Regions from separate parts of the Mus musculus genome. Here region 2 is linked to region 1. A link is a contact called in public promoter capture Hi-C data. All regions are on one chromosome and are shown on one strand. The core of a region is the stretch at or near the end of the contact, and the rest is flanking DNA. Distances in the headings are between cores, read along the strand shown.

What was found. Promoter capture Hi-C pulls out the DNA fragments that hold promoters and counts their contacts.
Region 2: a contact with region 1 is called in a promoter capture Hi-C map of pre-B cells, with 2.6 times the contacts expected there. The contact joins two enhancer-like sites. A contact is called at or near these places in 2 of 39 promoter capture datasets (cranial neural crest and pre-B cells).

The regions. Positions count from the first base shown.
Region 1 is chr5:86,084,224-86,088,532 of GRCm38.p6, reverse strand. Stap1 (signal transducing adaptor family member 1) reads right to left here. Exons shown (of 9, transcript NM_019992.4): 4 at 4,088-4,144; 5 at 1,711-1,883. Among named protein-coding and RNA genes, the nearest start is that of Gm24524, 6.6 kb to the right of the region's middle. Within about 2 kb of position 1,527, at least 77 of the 459 cell types and tissues checked have an H3K27ac peak or open chromatin away from gene starts, as enhancers often do. A contact at or near this core is called in pre-B cells, where this site is marked.
Region 2 is chr5:88,640,512-88,644,326 of GRCm38.p6, reverse strand. Rufy3 (RUN and FYVE domain containing 3) reads right to left here. Exons shown (of 18, transcript NM_001289774.1): 13 at 1,279-1,398; 14 at 163-259. Among named protein-coding and RNA genes, the nearest start is that of Grsf1, 34 kb to the left of the region's middle. Within about 2 kb of position 1,851, at least 22 of the 459 cell types and tissues checked have an H3K27ac peak or open chromatin away from gene starts, as enhancers often do. A contact at or near this core is called in pre-B cells, where this site is marked.

The sequences.
Region 1 (4,309 bases), core at 278-2,777:
ATGGACTATCCAGAGAATATCCCACCCGGGGATCCATCCCATAATCAGCCACCAAACCCAGACACTATTGCATATTCCAGAAAGATTTTGCTGAAAGGACCCTGTTATAGCTGTCTTGTGTGAGGCTATGCCAGTGCCTGGCAAATACAGAAGTGGATGCTCATAGTCATCTATAGGATGGAACACAGGGCCCCCAATGGAGAAGCTAGAGAAAGTACCCAAGGAGCTGAAGGGGTCTGCAACCCTATAGGTGGGACAACAATATGAACTAACCAGTACCCCCAGAGCTCATATATTCTAGCTGTATATGTAGCGGAAGATGGCCTAATTGGCCATCATTTGGGAAGAGAGGCCCCTTGGTATTGCAAACTTTATATGCCCAGTACAGGGGAATGCCAGGGCCAAGAAGAGGGAGTGGGTTGGTGGGGAGCAGGGCAGAGGGAGGGTATAGGGAACTTTCGGGATAGCATTTGAAATGTATATAAATAAAATATCTAAATAAATAAATAAATAAAAACTTCCCTTTTTTTTTTTTTTTGTCTTTTCGAGACAGGGTTTCTCTGTGTAGCCCTGGCTGTCCTGGAACTCACTTTGTAGACCAGGCTGGTCTCGAACTCAGAAATCCGTCTACCGCTGGGCATAGTGATGCTAGTGATGCACGCCTTTAATCCCAGCACTCGGGAGGCAGAGGCAGGCAGATTTCTGAGTTCGAGGCCAGCCTGGTCTACAGAATGAGTTCCAGGACAGCCAGGGCTACACAGAGAAACCCTGTCTTGAAAATGCCCCCCCCCCAAAAAAAAAGAAATCTGCCTGCCTCTGCCTCCAAGTGCTGGGATTAAAGGCATGTGCCACCACTGTCCCCTGTTTTATAATGCATGTTATATTCAGTGAAATGTAATCATCATAGAAAATTTTGACAGAGTATATAATATATCCAAAGTGTTATCAGCAACTATCTTTGAGTGTAGCGACAAGAATTAATTTTAATCTTCTCTTTATTTATCTGCAATAGACATATTATATTCTTCTTGGAACAAAAGAAAAAGAAACAGTCCATGTGACTTTTATTTTATGAATTGATCCCCTGTCTAGTTTGAGCTGGCAGCATTGATTAGCAGGTTCCAGTGGACTAGGCATCTGAACATAATGTCATGAAAAAAACCAGGATGTGTTTTAATGGCAAGAGCATCAAAATCCCCAAAGGAGAAGGCCCATAATATGTTCCTCAAGAAAGAAGACGTATAGGATGCTTCAGAATCCAGGTACTGTCCTAGTACCTTTTAAAAAATGCTTTACACAAAGCTTTCCTCAGAAGGCAAGTTCAATGCTCACTGATCAACCAACTGAATACAATATTCTAAGAATTTAAAAATATTTGGTATACATGATGATAAATCATCCAGTTATAGAGTCTCACATATCTATGCCATTTCCTTCCTTCTTCATAGCAACTTTAATTTAGGTTTGAGCTCCGGAAGGAGATCTATTTAGTCTACATGTGTGGGTGGAAGGGGATTTCCTCTGTGGTAAGAGTTAGTTCAAATGCACACAACGTTGATCATGACATAAGAGAGGAAGTGTGGCAGGGCTCACAATTGGTCCCCAAGATATTTAGCATCCCTGCTGGCAACACGTTCAGGTAGGTAGTGCTACCTGGTAACTAGCAATTAGTCTTAACTGAATGAATAAACGAGTCAACTATGCACTTACTCAGGCAGTGGGTTCAGTACATCCGCATAGTCTTGTACTGGCTCCTTCTCTTTCTCCGGAGGCATAAGAGGCAGCTGATCTGTCTCAATCCTTCTTTTCTTTTCTCTCTCTAAGACTTCGTGCAGTCTAATCACTTGCCCAGGTAGAAGTGACACATGCTGAGGAACTGTCAACTGAAACCAGTTAAAACAGTAGGCAAACTAAAGCTGCAACCAAATAGCATACTGGCTTTAGTATAGAGGACCTTGTTGGCCACAAGGAGTTGTAGTGACTTAGTATCCATTCTCAAAGACAAATGGACAGAACAATAAGAAGATTCCAGTCTAACTTGGGCATTACAGTACTGCCCCTATATCAACTAGAACCTGCACAGAGGTTTGCTTGGTTGTTTGCAGAACTGGTTGGTTGATGAGCTGGTTGGTGGGCTGATTGTTTGGTGGACTGGTTGGTTGGTTAACTGGTTGGTTGGTTGGTTTATTTAGGTTATTTTGTTTTGTTTTGTATGTTTTCTTTCCATACCGTCCCTCTATGTGGTCCTGGCTGTCCTAGAACTCACTCTGTACATCAGATCAGTAATCAAACTCACAGAGATTGACCAGGTGCTGGGATTAAAGGTGTGTTACCAACATGCCTAGCTGAGATCATAGTTGATCTGGTCTTAGGTAAAAGTAAACATACTTTTTACTGTGAGCTAAGTAGCAACCAATCTCTCAATTTTTTTCTTTCTTCCTTCCTTCCTTCCTTCCTTCCTTCCTTCCTTCCTTTCTTTCTTTCTTTCTTTCTTTCTTTCTTTCTTTCTCTCTTTCTCCCTTTTAATTTTTTTGGTTTTTCAAGACAGGGTCTCTCTGTGTAGCCCTGGCTGTTCTGCTCTGTAGACCAGGTATTTGCCACCAACACACAGCTAATCTCTCATTTCTCATTCTAAACTCACATACCTTTGTAATGCCCAAGAAGTTTAGTATCGCCAGGAGATACCTTATTTTCCTACAAGTTAACTTGGAAAAGCCCCACATTATTCTGAGAACGTGGGTTTGAGGTGAGCAGGTTTACACTGCTGGGGGTTCACTCCATTTCTAGCCATCCATTCATATTTAAACATGTTGATATTGCTCTTCATGTTAGTTTCGTTGTTCTCTAGAAATGTGTTTTGAATTCCATTATCCATGTAGAAATGTGTTTTGAATTCCATTATCCATGTAAAGTCTTGTGAATTGCATTCACATCTCAAAATTTAGTTGGGAACAACCTGTGCTTTCTGGGGAAGTATGATACAACAGTTTTCTACCTGTGACCTTAGCTAGCTAGTCAGTATTTGCGGACAGCCATGTCTGGTTTATAATTTGGCCACCAGAGGAGAATGAACATTCATCAGGTAACATTCAAGAGAATCCATGTGAGTAGAAAACTTCACTTTCAATTTTCAATTTAGCTAACCCCCCCCCTCTCTCTCTCGTGTGTGTGTGTGTGTGTGTGTGTGTGTGTTGTCTAGTCCCATGCTCTTGGGACTCAGGAATGAGGAATGTCAAATAAAGCAACGGGGCAGCTCGTGCTCCTTGGGCTCCTCTGCTAAAGGCCTAAGAATGTTAGGGTAGTTGCTTCCCTTGATACTGCCTTTTCTAGCAGTGTGGTTTTGATTGAGTCACCCGAACATGTCCTACTAAATTGCTCTCAGACGCAAGTCTAGTTCCTCATTATGCTCCCCTGGAGCAATAGTCAGAATAGTGGAACATTTTAACAAATGATGTATTCACACGCAGCAAGTTGATGCTCTGCCCTAAATATGTATCAAGCAGAAAATCATAGACGAAGTAGATCTCCCTCAGCCCTTGCTCACCAATATTATTTCAGAACAGTTATCACAAGGTGAAGTGGGCTGTGTTTAGTAAAATTATTATTATTATTATTATTAATTATTATTATTTTCAAGACAGGGTTTCTCTGTGTAGCTCTGGCTGTCCTAGAACTCACTCTGTAGTCCAGTCTGGCCTCGAACTCAGAAATCCGCCTGCCTTTGCCCTCTCAAGTGCTGGGATTAAAGGCATGTGGCACCACTGCCCAGACTAACATTTGCATTCTTGACCCACCAGATACAATGAGATAAAAAATTATGACTTTCAGAAATAAAAGCATGGATTTCTATCTGCCTTTTCTAGTTTCTACATCCCAGCCACTTTAATGTACACAGCGGCAGTAGGTGTTAGCAACTATTTTACAACTAGATGATGAATCAGCAGACATTAATGATCTTCTGCTGGACGTGGTGACTCACAGTGGAAATCTTATCACCTGGGAGGTCGAGACAGGAGAATCATAAGTTTGTGACCACCATGGGCTATTGACACCTTGTCTCAGCAAAAGAAGCAGATGGCCCCCTTACCTCTGTTACTGTAAGAATGAAGCCCCTCCATTCTTCTCCACTTTCTGTGTTTTCTGTCTAGAGATGAAAACAAACATAAAGCAGAAAATACATAATTAACGGATGATCTGTACTAACTTTGAATAACAAGAATTTCACAGGATTATTTGCTGACAAAGTGGGTTCGCCATCAAAGGCTAGCAAGATCTCGAGGCAGAGAGGTGGTTCTGTGGGTAAATCATT
Region 2 (3,815 bases), core at 602-3,101, 2.6 Mb before region 1:
AGAGGTGAGCTCAGGATCCCACTGTCCTCCCACCCCAGCCTGCTTTGCTGTCTGCAGTCGGTAGAGCAGTTAAGCAGTGGGCCGCGAAAGACCTGGCGGACCCATCAAGCGGCTCACAGAATGTAAGTGGAATAAAGCAAGCGAGCGGGGAACACACGTTACCATGCGCAGCTCTGGCTTCTGGGCCCCCTTCCCTGGGGTGCCCCTGTTTTGTGACTTCCTCTCCTTTTCTTGTTTCAGTTCTAACTCCAGCTGAGTCCTGGTGAGATGGGAGAGGAGAGAATGAAAATTCTGATTTCTGTAGTCATATATTCTAAAGAATGCCAAACCTTGCCCTTTAAAGTTCAGCAATTGAGTTTTAATGCCTGAGGAATTCCCAGAAACATATGGACAACTGAGCTGGAAGACAGTGGAGCACAGTAGGACTACTGATGCCCTAACATGTAAAGGCAGCTTACTCCTTTTGTGGCAATTCAGAACGCATGGTAGGAGCACCCGGGTCAGTAGGGCAACTCTTACAGTAACTCCTAACAAGGAGTTGCAGTTTCCTGGGTGAAAACAAGCTGCCTGCAAGCGAGGAAGAGCGTTTTGAGTTTTAGTAAGACATCACGTTATCTGGCTGGTCTCCAGGCATGGGCTCAGTTCCACACAGCCCACGCCCAAGCCTTGGGAGCCCTCGCTGTCCTTGGTCAGTCATGACTTGTGAGATGGCCCATGAGAGTACTTAGGGTTAGTCAGAGAAACGGGGTTTAAAAGGAACAGTGTAGTCATATACTAGCTTAAAATGTGAACCACGATACACTGTACCCCACTAAGCTGTCATTCTATCTGAAAGTAGGAGCAATAACATAACCTATTAAAAGGACCGACGTTAGGACATTAACGTGTGTGAAGTGTTCTGAAAAGTGCACAACCCACTATAGGAATGTAGACAACATTAACCATTATCATTAACATCGTATTAGACATTAGTTACTATCTATTTGGGAACTTGCTCTTTAATCCTCTTTTTAATTCAGTTTTTGAAGACAAGAGGCTTCAGGCTCCTCCTGTCTCAGTGACATTTTAAGCCTGTATCAGCAGGTCCGCAGCCAGTTCCTAATTATTCAATCACAGGGATTGCTGAGTAGATTTTGGAACTGTTCAGACCCGTGAAGCTTTCTGAGTTCCTACTGTTCATAAAGGACACTGGCAAGACCAAGCCAAGCTAGCTCCAGACCTGACTCCCTCCTTGCTGTACCCACCACAGCACCCTGCTGGCCAAGCTGCCCCTCTCACCGCTGCCTGGTGAGCGCCTCCACTTCCAGCTGCAGACTGTTGATCTTGTCTCCAAAGTCCTGTTTGAAGAGCCGGTTGTCCAGCTCAGCAGACTGGCGGCCTCGCTCAGCCTGGCGCAATCTGGATGTGAGCCACATGAACTTGTGATAAAAAACAAAAGCCACGGTGGGGAGGAAGACCAAATTCACAAACACAAAGTAAAACAACCCAAGGAGGAAGGTACGGTGAGACAGAGGTGGACAATGCAGGACACAGGAAGAAATAAATGATGAAGGGGAAAAAGATGGAGAAGAAACAAATTCTAAAGAAAAACAAGATGAAGGTGAAGCAGGCAGAAGAGAAGCTGATTTTCTATTTTTTTGTTTTGTTTTTATTCTAGTACTACAGTTTACAGCCATTAGATGATCAACAACAAGACATCACTTTTGGAAATCCATACCCAGAGCCACCCTCAGGTACAGAGTAATTGACGCTGAAGCCACCGGCTTCCTTCCTAACACTCTGTCTTCTACATACAGCAGGAGCACGCAGGAGCAGCTCCCTCTCCCGGGGGGTTACCACCGTTTCCTGAGTCTCCCTGTGCGGCAGGAAGCCGGAGGACATGCTGTAGCAACCTTACCCAGGCTTCACCTCCACAAGGACACTCTGTGAACGTCTGGCTGTCTCCTTCCTTTCCATTCCTACCAGGTGGTATGTGACCAAGCAAACAACTCAGCACTGGGGTTCCTAAGACTCCTGACCATGTTCTCTGGAAGATTCTCATGGATGCTTTCTTCTAAATGTCTTATAACTTTGCACCTATAAAGAATCATGTTTTAGAAGGTGAAATATTTGAGGCTCTCTATAGTAGAATTTAGAGGCATGCTATGTTTAGTCTAACTTTGATTGATTTGATTCTTCTTTTTAGATGCTCAGGTGAAAAGCGACTCATCACCGTTAAAGGCTGATGAACGGCAGAATGCAGTAGGCGCTTTATTTATGCAGGTGCAAAATTGTAAGAATTCAAATGAGTTCAGGGCCACGGGACCCTCCATGAAGTTGGCTCTAACTCGGGCCTGGTGAGGACCTATAGAAACCCACGAACTCTGGTGCTCTCTTAATTCTGGTTTGCCAAGAAGGTAAAGATTTTGAAGAGCTGGAAGCAGAGGGGTCCCTTTGCCTCTCTCTTAGCACAGGCTATGCTACATGGGCATCGTGCGAGTATCGTTGGACGGAGTAAAGGCTCATGTATATAAAAGCCTGCCTCCCCAAATCAAAAATAGTTCTTTTTTAAAATCAAAGTATTTATAGAATTATTTACAGTGTAGAGCCTAGAAAGGGTTGCATCTGTGGTCACTTAGAAAAGGCCCTGCTCGTATTGCTCGTGGCTATTGAGGATCTTTATTTTGATATTAAACAATAATGCCAGTGTATTATTTATTTCTCATTTGGAATTTTTTTTTAATTTTATTAACTAGATTAGTTTCCCAGAACATTTAGCAAATTCTCATTACAGAAAAAGTGATCAAAGCTCTTGGGCAAGTGCTGTAGGTGAAGACAACAGGCAGGACTCCACTGTGGCCTCAGGGATTCCAGCAGGACTGCAGGGCAGATGTGAACGTCGGATTTCTATTGACGTTCTCTCTGAGCTACCTAAGTAGTAAGTGGGATGTCGGAGAAGGGCAGAGGTAGAAGATGGCGGTGTTAAGAGGGGTTTCTCAAGCTTCCACTCTGTGATGTTAAGAGCTACCTAATCACTACTTTGTTTCTACGTTCTAAAGAAATGTAAGGATGCTGTTTTTCTTCTATTCCAACATCACTAAGGCAGAAATAACCTGCAAGCAATCTTGGTTACTGAAAACAGAACTGTAATGAAATACTAAACCCTTATCTTGGGCTGGGGGTTGATTAAACCTACAGAAGTCAAGAGAAGAGGGCTCATGGCCTAAGAGACAGAGCTACTTTAGAAGAGTCCCGGGTCACCAGGTGACACCTGTACACCATTACACTTCGGAGAACAGGCTCGCTGGTGTGGACGGAGGCCCTCCTACACAGAACTATTTCTCGCAAGCACACAGACAGTGCTTCCGTCCCCCAGGCTTCCTAGAAACGGTCTTTTGATTTACTGTTCAACTCAGAAATATTTCTCAAAGTTTATTTGGTATTTAACGAGGAATCCATACCAAAATTCTAACTCTGGGGGTGCGGGAGGGGAAAAACAGCAGCAACCACAACAACAACACCCGACCTATGTATCCACCTATTGTTTCTTTAAGTCCAACAAATTCAAGGTCAACTTTTGGTGATATTTTATATAGAATCAGAGCTTAAATGTAGGAATTTCAGATTTCTTCCTTTTAGAGTCAATCTGTAACATCAGATTCGTGAGGTGACCAACTGCAAAACGTTTAATGGTGCTTTGGGATCAGTTTATTTGCTGCACTATTTAAGGTCTTTGCCTGTTTCACCAAATCTTTTTCACTTAATAAAATAAAAATAAAAATGAGTTGGAAGGGTAATGAGAAAATGGATAAACAGGAAACAAAGACAGTAAGAAG